2 separate regions of the Mus musculus genome follow, and region 1 is linked to region 2. The links are chromatin contacts, called in public HiChIP or PLAC-seq maps. All regions are on one chromosome and are shown on one strand. Each heading gives the region's core, a stretch centred on a gene start, on an enhancer-like site or on the middle of the called end of the contact. The rest is flanking DNA. Distances are from core to core; before and after follow the strand shown. Region 1 has its middle 16 kb from the start of 4930447M23Rik. Region 2 overlaps Pip4k2a (phosphatidylinositol-5-phosphate 4-kinase, type II, alpha).

Evidence for each region. HiChIP or PLAC-seq counts read pairs in DNA pulled down with a chosen protein or histone mark.
Region 1: a FOXA1 HiChIP or PLAC-seq map of pancreatic cancer cells shows a contact between it and region 2. The contact joins two enhancer-like sites. A contact is called at or near these places in 5 of 39 promoter capture datasets (the C10 cell line, hippocampal neurons and liver), 1 of 484 Hi-C or Micro-C datasets (pancreatic cancer cells) and 2 of 115 datasets of contacts at active chromatin or transcription factors (pancreatic cancer cells and stem cell-derived neural progenitor cells).

Annotation. Positions count from the first base shown.
Region 1 is chr2:19,325,919-19,331,510 of GRCm38.p6, forward strand. No RefSeq gene overlaps it. Among named protein-coding and RNA genes, the nearest start is that of 4930447M23Rik, 16 kb to the right of the region's middle. Within about 2 kb of position 2,078, at least 27 of the 459 cell types and tissues checked have an H3K27ac peak or open chromatin away from gene starts, as enhancers often do. A contact at or near this core is called in pancreatic cancer cells, where this site is marked.
Region 2 is chr2:18,988,961-18,994,493 of GRCm38.p6, forward strand. All of the region lies in intron 1 of Pip4k2a (phosphatidylinositol-5-phosphate 4-kinase, type II, alpha), which reads right to left. Among named protein-coding and RNA genes, the nearest start is that of Pip4k2a, 6.4 kb to the right of the region's middle. Within about 2 kb of position 3,686, at least 37 of the 459 cell types and tissues checked have an H3K27ac peak or open chromatin away from gene starts, as enhancers often do. A contact at or near this core is called in pancreatic cancer cells, where this site is marked.

The sequences.
Region 1 (5,592 bases), core at 828-3,327, 340 kb after region 2:
GTAAGGGTCTGTGATTTGGCAAGAATGATACCCTAGACTCAAACAGTATGCAACAGCAAAGAGTATTTATTCAGCAGAGAACCTGCAGGCAGAGGTCCACCATACTTCAGGATGGAAGACAGAGGTGTGGATTTTGCAGGGTCAATTTAACGCCTGTTAGGGTAGCAGTGGGTGACTTTTACCTTTCTTTCCCTTGATTGGTTGGTTCTATCACCAGGGGTTTGGGTGCCTTTGTGATTGGTTAAGGCGCTGGGGTATGTTAGGGGACTTTGACTGGTTAACTATACTTGCCTGCCTCAAACTAGGTGGTGGGGCAGCTTCAAGAGCTTCTAATTAGCTGCCCGTGAGGTTGGCTCAGGCTAAGTGGAGGGGCAGCTTCCTGAGTGGCTGCCCATGAAGGGTGTTTTATTCTGGAATTGCCTTGTTTTGGACTTTTCTAATTCTGGGAAACAGAAACTTAGGCCGAGTCTCCCAAACTGCCAGTTTGCAGCCTGTCATGGAGTCAGCCTGACTCTGGATAACTCTGTCCTCTCAACAAGTCTTTGACCTTAACTTTAACTCTAATTATTTCTCCATTTTGAATTACAGGACAGACCTACCTTCCCATGAAGAGAATTATCTAGGAGGGTGAGGCTAACCTCTCAGCAATGAACAGGTTAATAATTAATGACTTATTGAGCCACCTTAGATGACAGAACACCTTCAGTACAACCTGACAGACTTGAGTTAAGACCATGAGCAATGTTTGGGTGAACCACATCTTGACTAGATTTGTCCTCTTTCTAATGAAACAGAATAAAAAAATATCCTTTCCCTGCTGTAACCATGTCTTTAAATGGTGAATTGGCAGGTGAGCTGACCCTGATGAGGCTGTCAGAACCTATACTTTTGTCTTAAAAACTCTGGGAAGAGGCTTATCCACCTGCCAAGCCATATAAAGTGGGGAAGACACCCAGAGTTTACTGAATGTGGGGACAGGAGAGTGGAAGACACCCAGAGGCCCAAAGCTACAGGATAGGATCTCCATGACACAGGGCAACAACAGGCTATCTGAGAGGAGTCCCAGTGAGAATCGAGTATTGGTAGTATAGCAGAAGCCAGAGACCTCAAACCAGACCAATGACTCACTGCAATGAAGATTTGCAAGTAAAGATGTGTGGACAAAAGGGTGACACACTCACTTCTACAATGACATATTTTGTTTGTTTTTTATTTTCTTTTGGGGGGGGTTCAAGGGTGGTGGGTGGACACAGAGGTTCCAGGAGATGAGTAGTGTCTTAGTCAGGGTTTTTATTCCTGCACAAACATCATGACCAAGAAGCAAGTTGGGGCGGAAAGGGTTTATTCAGCTTAAACTTCCACATTGCTGTTCATCACCAAAGAACAGGATAGGAACTCAAGCAGGTCAGGAAGCAGGAGCTGATGCAAAGGCCATGAAGGGATGTTACTTACTGGCTTGCTCAGCTTTCTTTCTTATAGAACCCAGGACTACCAGCACAGGGGTGGCACCACCCACAATGGGCGCTCTCACTTTGATCACTAATTGAGAAAATGCCTTGCAGCTGGATCTCATGGAGGCATTTCCTCAAGGGAGGCTCCTTTCTCTGTGATAACTCCAGCGTGTGTCAAGTTGACAAAGGAAAACCAGCCAGTAAAAGTAGGGTTGGTGTGAATGATGTGAAATTCACATAAGAATCATAAAAGTTAAAACAAACAAAAAAAAAACCCAACCAAATAAAAATCCCTTTGGAACAGCTTTGTTGAGCTGTTATGCAAATATGAAGATCACTATGTAGGCCAGACTGCCTGGGGCTTGTAATAATTTTCTACATTTTCCTAGTGCTGAGATTCCAGGTTTTATACTGTCCACAGGTCCAGTCTCTGGGGCTGAGCGGAATGGTGAGTGTCAAGGCCCAAAACAAACACACCTGGGCCAGGAGTCTGTTAAAGCAGGAACTCACTTTATTAAACTAGGCACTTGTTTATATAGACAGGACAAGGAGGTGAGGATAGGGGTATGGGGTGAGATGACACATGGGGTGGAGTGAGATGACAAAGGCTGGGGGCGATCTCACGGGTCCTATAAGAAATTGACACATCAGCAGTGGTTAGGCAGAGGCTGTCTCATTCAGGTTGGTAGGTCCTGCTGAGTCATTCTTAAGTGGAGAAGAACGACAGGTCTTGAAAATTGAGCCAGGCTCAGGTTTGTCCAACATTATACAAGTTCTGCCCCTCACAGTTGTAGGCCAATCCATTATCCACTGAGCCATCCTCAAATCCCTAGCTATGAAGGCTTTAATGCTTTATATTCAAAGCAGCTAGACTTCCTAGGACGCTGGTTTACTTTAGTTATGTTTTCAAAGGGCTTAATTTTAAAAGATAGTAATTAAATGATTCATGTTTCCTGTTTAGTTTTGTAGAGCTTTTAACAGGATCTGGCTCATTTAAACTTGTTTAGGTTGAAATCTTTTATCAACCATTTTATAACTCCTTTATAAACATGGTTATCTCATATATGAAGTATACTTAACAGATCAAGTGATAAATCTACTCATTGTCCTTGCTGCTGTTTTTGAATATATGTTTCAAGATGTTTCAAAATGTAATATATTTTTTAAAGAGATAGGCTTTCACAATGCTCATAGTCTGGTCTCTTCTAGAACTTTCTGTGTAAAGTAGGCTTGCCTTGAACTCACAGAGATCTTCCTGCTTCTGCCTCCCTGGTTCATGGATTAAAAGCAGACACTTAATATGTGTATCTAAGCAATTTTTAAAAATCATCTTTATTTTGAATCAGGGTCTCATGTAGCCTAGGCTAGCCTACAACTCACTATGTAGCCAACGATAACCTTAAACTTCTGACCTTTCTTCTTCAATTTGCCAAGTGATGGGTTACAACCTTGTGCCACCATAAGCAGTAAGGACAAAATTTGGTGCTCCAATGTAAAATAGGAACTTAACTACAAGTAGGCCAATGTTCTAAGAAAGTCTGAATGCCTTGAACAAATCTTATGGTCAGTCATAGTGAAGAATCCCTGCAACCCCAGCATTCAGAAGACAGTTGCATGGGGACTGCTGCAGGATTGAGGCTAGCCTGATCTAAAAGCAACTAGCCTTTGTCTAAAATACTGTTCTGCTCTCAGTGGGGTTTGCAAAAAGGCATTGACTTAGCTGAGCAGGTTTTGTTTGCTTCCTGCTGCTTTTGTCAGGCTTTGAGTACTAAGGAAAGGAGTTCTGACAAAGTCCAGATTCATTTAAGTTCCTGCTTCTGTCAAGCTTGTTACATGGGCACTTTATGCATGCTATTACTTTAAGGTGATTCTATGGCTTTCAAACCCTTCCCATCTGTGACTAAACAGGCACAGAGATGTGTGTCCAAACATTCGAATATTGTGAAAATATTTGTATAGTTAAAGGCACATATGCTTAACACATATAAAATGATGAACAAGTATTCTCTTTCATATAATATATATTGATTCTGGATTTGTAACACAAAATGGCTAATAAAAAATTTTAAACATCTCTACTTTTTATTATATACTTGCCATTTAGGCAAACCTTCTATTTAAACCTGTTCTAAATTTATTTATCTCAACCAAATAAGCACTTGGGTTTTGTATATATGAACTCGTAGGAACATCAGAAAATTATTCTATTGGAGTACATTGTCTGAAAATTTGTTAGAAGTCTAGATTTTTTTTTATTTTTGCCAATGCAGTAAACATGTGTTTACCTAGATAAATATTTTAAAATTTGCTTCAAAAGTAGAAACTTCAGATGGGGAGTTGTCTAGTGTGATAGTACCTGCTGCACAGGCATGGGGACCTGAGTTCAAATCCCCAGCACACACATAAAAGCTGGGCACAACCATGCAAGTCCTCATAATCATAACAGTGGTGAGAGAAGATAGAAATGGGAGGATTTCTCAGGCTTGCTGGCCTCTAGCCCAAACACACACACACACACACACACACACACACACACACACACCACACACACACACACACACACACACACACACCACACACACACACACACACACACACACACCCCACACACACACCACACACACCACACACACACACTACACACACACACACACACACACACACACACAACACACACACAAAACACACACTGCAAGTTCTTTGAGAGGGTGGACCTTTTCTTGGCTCTTACTGAGTTTAGTTCTCCGTGCTAGGATCTTAGGCAATCACTAGTAACCAAAGTCACCCCGAAGCCATTGGATTCTCAATTCCTTGTCTCATATCCAAGAAGAATATGGAAGCATGGGCAAAGAGTGAGGAAAGTGAACACTGATTTATTTAGAGAAAATTGGGGGATTCCCCAGGAGCGGGAGAGGCTACAGGGGAGGAATATGACCATGTTCTCCGCCTGGTGGGCTTTTATGGATATGGATGGAGACTAATGGTTGGAGCATCTCATGAGCAGAACGTGTGAGACCACACAATCTGTGCAACCTTCCTTCACCCAACAAGATAGTTACTCATTTATTCAGGGGATCACGTTTACTATGTGATTAACTCATGACTTCCTATGCACCTTGCCCTTGTTGTTTGAGGGCAGTTATCTCCTTTTTTAGAAGTAGAAGTTAAATTAATGTCTATGTAAAAGACTTCTAAGTAGCTCTGTGTTCACTGTTCTGGTGTCTTTGTATGTTTAGTGTATCTATGTTGCTCGATTGTGTAAGCCTTTTAGAATACAAAGCTTAGCGGAACATTTTGCTAACTTGGTATCCTCTAACATGAGATGGTCAGTGGTACTTTCCATATCCAGGCTTGTGATCCTGTATCCCTATTTATGTCGTGACTACCACCTTTAAGCAAAAACAGTCACACATGCCCTAGACCTCACTCCAGGTGGTGCTCTTTGATGAACAGAAGGTATTGGGTATAGATCAGCAAATGAATACATTTGTAAAAAAAAGGTCTAACTTTTTAAACTATTTTTATCTCATTTATTTTGTTCACATGTATATGGACTACTTTATAGTATGAACTGAGATAATGTTGCATCAATGACAATACCTTGACTATGACTGCATAGTTATGTACACCTCTGTGTTGTGGTTTGAATGAGCATGGCCTCCATTGCCTTATATTTGAAGGCTTGGTTGGCAGTGGAACTGTTTGAGAAGAATTAGGAGGTGTGACCTTGTTAAAGGGGGTATGTTACTGAGGGCGGGCTTTAAGCCCATACCACTTTCAGGTAGTTCTCCTCTCTCTCTCTCTCTCTCTCTCTCTCTCCTGCTCTCTCTCTCCCTCCCCCCCCTTTGTACTTGTGAATCATATATAAGCTCTCAGCTACTGTTCCTCTGCCATACTTCCTGCCTACTGCATGGGCCCCACCATGATGGTCCTGGACTCTAACCCTATAGAACTGTGAGCCCCCAAATAAATACTCTCTTCTATGAGTTGCCTTGGTCATGATGTTTTGTTATGGCAACAGAAAAGTAGCTCTCTATTTAAGCCTAAACTTGATGTAACTGCCCTGAATATGGAATTGACATCACTGGGACTTTTTATTGGCTCTTTTTTCCACGACTTGTCTCTTTAATTGGCATACTGG
Region 2 (5,533 bases), core at 2,436-4,935:
CTTTCTTCTTCCTCTGTCCCTCTCTCAAAGGCCCACAGTTCTACTTTCCCCTTCTGAGATCTACTTCACCATTTGGTGAACAAGACAAGATTTTGAATCACCATGGAAACAGACTTTGGGTTGTGTCTACAAGGGCGTTTCTGTTTCCAGGAAGGCTTAACTGAGAAGAGAAGGTCTACCCTGAAGGCAGATAGCACCATCCCATGGCCTGGGGTCACAGACTCAATCAGCCAACATTGATTTCTCCCTATGTCTTGATTGCGGACTTGATGCGACTGTCTCACTCATGCTCCCACCACCATGTGGTCCCTGCCATGCTGGACTGTCACCTTACACTGTGAGCAAAACCTTAAATTGCTTTTTGCAGGTATTTTCTCACAGCAACAAGAATAGTGAATAATCCATTCTTCGATGCCTGTGTTAGCTACTTTTCTATTGCTGTGAAGATATCATGACCAACGCATCTTATAAAAACGGGCACTTAATTAGGGGCTTTCTCAAATCTAAGTGGATCAAGGAACTTCACTTAAAACCAGAGACACTGAAACTTATAGAGGAGAAAGTGGGGAAAAGCCTTGAAGATATGGGCACAGGGGAAAAATTCCTGAACAGAACAGCAATGGCTTGTGCTGTAAGAATGAGAATTGACAAATGGGACCTAATGAAACTCCAAAGTTTCTGCAAGGCAAAAGACACCGTCAATAAGACAAAAAGACCACCAACAGATTGGGAAAGGATATTTACCTATCCTAAATCAGATAGGGGACTAATATCCAACATATATAAAGAACTCAAGAAGGTGGACTTCAGGAAATCAAATAACCCCATTAAAAAATGGGGCTCAGAACTGAACAAAGAATTCTCACCTGAGGAATACCGAATGGCAGAGAAGCACCTAAAAAAATGTTCAACATCCTTAATCATCAGGGAAATGCAAATCAAAACAACCCTGAGATTCCACCTCACACCAGTCAGAATGGCTAAGATCAAAAATTCAGGTGACAACAGATGCTGGCGTGGATGTGGAGAAAGAGGAACACTCCTCCATTGTTGGTGGGATTGCAGGCTTGTACAACCACTCTGGAAATCAGTCTGGCGGTTCCTCAGAAAATTGGACATAGTACTACCGGAGGATCCAGCAATACCTCTCCTGGGCATATATCCAGAAGATGCCCCAACTGGTAAGAAGGACACATGCACCACTATGTTCATAGCAGCCTTATTTATAATAGCCAGAAGCTGGAAAGAACCCAGATGCCCCTCAACAGAGGAATGGATACAGAAAATGTGGTACATCTACACAATGGAGTACTACTCAGCTATTAAAAAGAATGAATTTATGAAATTCCTAGCCAAATGGATGGACCTGGAGGGCATCATCCTGAGTGAGGTAACACATTCACAAAGGAACTCACACAATATGTACTCACTGATAAGTGGATATTAGCCCAAAACCTAGGATACCCAAGATATAAGATATAATTTCCTAAACACATGAAACTCAAGAAAAATGAAGACTGAAGTGTGGACACTATGCCCCTCCTTAGAAGTGGGAACAAAACACCCTTGGAAGGAGTTACAGAGACAAAGTTTGGAGCTGAGATGAAAGGATGGACCATGTAGAGACTGCCATATCCAGGGATCCACCCCATAATCAGCATCCAAACGCTGACACCATTGCATACACTAGCAAGATTTTATTGAAAGGACCCAGATGTAGCTGTCTCTTGTGAGACTATGCCGGGGCCTAGCAAACACAGAAGTGGATGCTCACAGTCACCTAATGGATGGATCACAGGGCTCCCAATGGAGGAGCTAGAGAAAGTACCCAAGGAGCTAAAGGGATCTGCAACCCTATAGGTGGAACAACATTATGAACTAACCAGTACCCCGGAGCTCTTGACTCTAGCTGCATATGTATCAAAAGATGGCCTAGTTGGCCATCACTGGAAAGAGAGGCCCATTGGACACGCAAAATTTATATGCCCCAGTACAGGGGAACGCCAGGGCCAAAAAGGGGGAGTGGGTGGGTAGGGGAGTGGGGGTGGGTGGGTATGGGGGACTTTTGGTATAGCATTGGAAATGTAAATGAGCTAAATACCTAATAAAAAATTAAAAAAAAATTAGGGGCTTTCTTATAGTTTCAGAGGGTATGTTCATGAACAGCATGACAGGGAGCATGGCAGCAGGAAGGCATGGTGCAGGAACAGTAACTGAGATCTTATATCTGACACAAAACGTACATCTATTCATCTCAGATGGAGAACCCGTGACAGACCAATGTGTGGATACCATCAAAGTCCAATTTGATGAACCAATGAGTTTTATTGGGATTATTTACAGGAATATTGGTAAGGAATTACTCAAAGGAACAGAAATGACTCAGAGACAGCTGTATCAGCAAGGCCCACCCCAGCATTGGGTGGCAGCTCACAAAGCCAGGAACCTGAAACACTGCACACCTGCAGCTCAACAGGTTAGAGAGTGTCCTTTCCTGGCACCTCAATTGATCTAAATGTCTTCTAGGTAGCTCATATTATTTCTGCTCCTTCTAGGCAGCTGGTCTAATCTCAGAATCTGCATTGCAGCTCACATTGACTTTGCAAAGAACTCTTGGCTTTTATTGTTCACTCTAGTAGGTAGACCTAGAGAATATAGTCAGTTTCAGGGACTTCCTGAAGCATTTTGAGTTGTTTACCTTTCTGCTCAAGGGGCTTCCCTGCAGGATAGAATGTTTCAATCTACATCCTCAAGCAGGAAGCAGAGAAAAATGAGATTCATGTGGACTTTGGAGACCTAAAAGCCCATGCCCAGTGACACTCTTTCAAAAGGGCACTTCTCCTAATCCTTCTCAAACAGTTCCATGAACTATGAACCAAGCATTTATACATATGAGCCTATGGGGGCTAGTCTCATTCAAACTACCACAATTACCAACTGTGTGTGGAGGAGTCTCAACTCTATTCCCACCCTCCTATTGTTCTGGAGTTCTAATCCCCTAAGGTGATAACCAGGCTATCCACAATCTTCACCAGCAAGTCAGTATTTCATAAACTATAAAATCCCTTTCCAATGCACAATCCCCTCTCTTAGCTTTTCTATTTCTATTACAGGGTTACCATATTAAGGCAGTGGTTCTCAACCTGGGGGTCCTGACCCCTTTACAGGAGTTTCATATCAGACATTTACATTACAATTCAAAACAGTAACAAAATTAGTTATGAAGTAGCAATGAAATAATGTTATGGCTGGGGTCACCACAACATAAGTAATTACATTAATAATGCTTAGCACCATTAGGAAGGTTGAGAGCGAAAGCAATTCATCACACACAGCTGGGAGACAAATTCTTAACATTTATTTGTTTAAAGTCATTCCTTCCTCTGCCTTGCTTCCTTAAGACCAGCTCAGAGGCTCAGACCATCGCCACCTAAAATCATACTCACAAGACCTGCTGAATCAGTGTCTGAAAAGTTCCCAAGTGATCCTTGTGATTTATAGGCATAATAAATTTGGAAAACTGTTGATCTAGTGCTTACTAATATGTTACCAACATAACTGTGTTGGGGGGGTGGGGGGTGGTCTTGTGCACTATGTATTCAGATGCTGCTGTATATATACCAGACATCTGTCTACAGTCCCGACCATGGCACGGTCAAGCACCTCTGGTTTCAATGTCATGTAAAAAAATGTTTCTGATTGCTCAATAAAGAGCTGACTCAGACTATGCCTGGGCAGAGGAGATAAGAAGGCTGAACTTCTGATCTCAGCTGGGGAGCCCAGAAGGGGGGGAAAAAAAGTAAGAGAATGACCACGAGGAAAGAAGGGACAGGTGACCATGAGGCAGAAGGTCCAGGAGTCATGATGAGAGGTCACCAAGGGATTCACCATGAGGACATACAGAGCAGAGCAAGCTAGAGCAAGACTCACAGTACAAATAACACCAGGCCTATGGCTAGGATGCAGATAGCTTAGAGGGTTAAAATAAATGCATATTTGCCCAGTCAGAGTGCTTAAAGCTTGCTAATAAACTTAATAGATCTTTGTGTCGATTATTTGGGAGCTAGACCAGGAACAAATAAAGCTATCATCCACAAATTGCAGCCTACATAACTGATTTAAATTTGGTCAGTTTAAGGAATCATGACTGAATCCTTAGTACTTACCAGTAGGCTTTGGATACATTGTCTCATTTAACACTCAAAATAGTTCCTTGAGGCAATCGTCCATGTTAAGGATGCGTAAAGTGAGATTCAAGTGGGTAAACCAGCTGCTCAAAAACCCATAAACAATAAAGCAGGAATTGATCCTAATCAGCCTGACCACAAACAATCCTGCCAAATTGCACCAACTCCTGTCAGTGTTGATTTATGTATTTCAAGTTCATGCTGGCAAAATTAACTGCTCTATCAACTTAACACCAATTCTGTTGGTGTACTGCAGTTCTTATTGGCAGTCTTTCTAAAGGCATAGCAGATCATCCTGCCTTGGGGCGGCATTCTGAACACTGGAAAAAGATAATACTAATCTTTGAAGGGAACACTAAGTAAGCCTTAATAGTAAACTGCCATGTGTGACTGTTTCTTTCTTTAGAAAAGTAAAGGAAAAAACGGTGTGGGGCTAGCTCTGGAATGCATGGCTGGTTGGGTTCCACTTTGTGAGCTCTGTCTAGTATCTAACTTCTTTATATTTTAATTGCCTCATCATGTCATTTTCAGTCACTCTCATTCCATAGTAATAATCCACACCACTTATAAACCTATCCTCCTCCTCCTCTTCTTCTTCCTCCTCTTCTTCCTCCTCTTCTTCCTCCTCCTGCTTCTCCTGCACCTCCTTTTGTCTGTATCCAAATATCAACCCATGGAACCCAGAAAAATTACATTTTTGGAATAAAATATTACCTATCTTCAATCCCCACCTTGTTGAGAATAAAATGCATGTTTCAGATGTCCCACGTGGAAAACTCGGCATCCTCTAATCCACACATGACAAGGCATGTTGTCAGAAGACTGACCTGAGCAGACGCCCCACAGGCATGAAGATCAACACCAACTCTATTCCTAGGACAGATGCCTGCCTCACCGCCCACCCAGCTCTTGGGAACTCTCTCTAGGGGCTCATTTCCTGAATAGTTTTTAACTACTTAGTCCAAGAGGAAACTACAACTGATTGAATCCAGACAAGTCAAGATCTTTGGTAGTATTTCCAGGCCTGAATTAGGAAACAGGCCATCCTTTTGGGGAGCAGAATGACAGGTTAAAATTAGGAGGTCAACAGTTCCTAGTCCCACAGCGTTTCTCAGGCAGCTATGAACAAAGAAAGGTATATAAAGCCAGGTTGGATAGGAAAGTGCGACTGTACCTGGTTCTTACCATGGCTGGTTCCCCTCCTTTCTTACACTGTGACTATCTCCAAAGTTCCTATAATACTTAAGAATTTTCCTGTAAATTATTTGTGTGTCTATGGCTTGAAGCCACAATGGCTTAATAGCAATAAAGTGGCTATTTCTAAAAACAATATTTGTTTTACATAA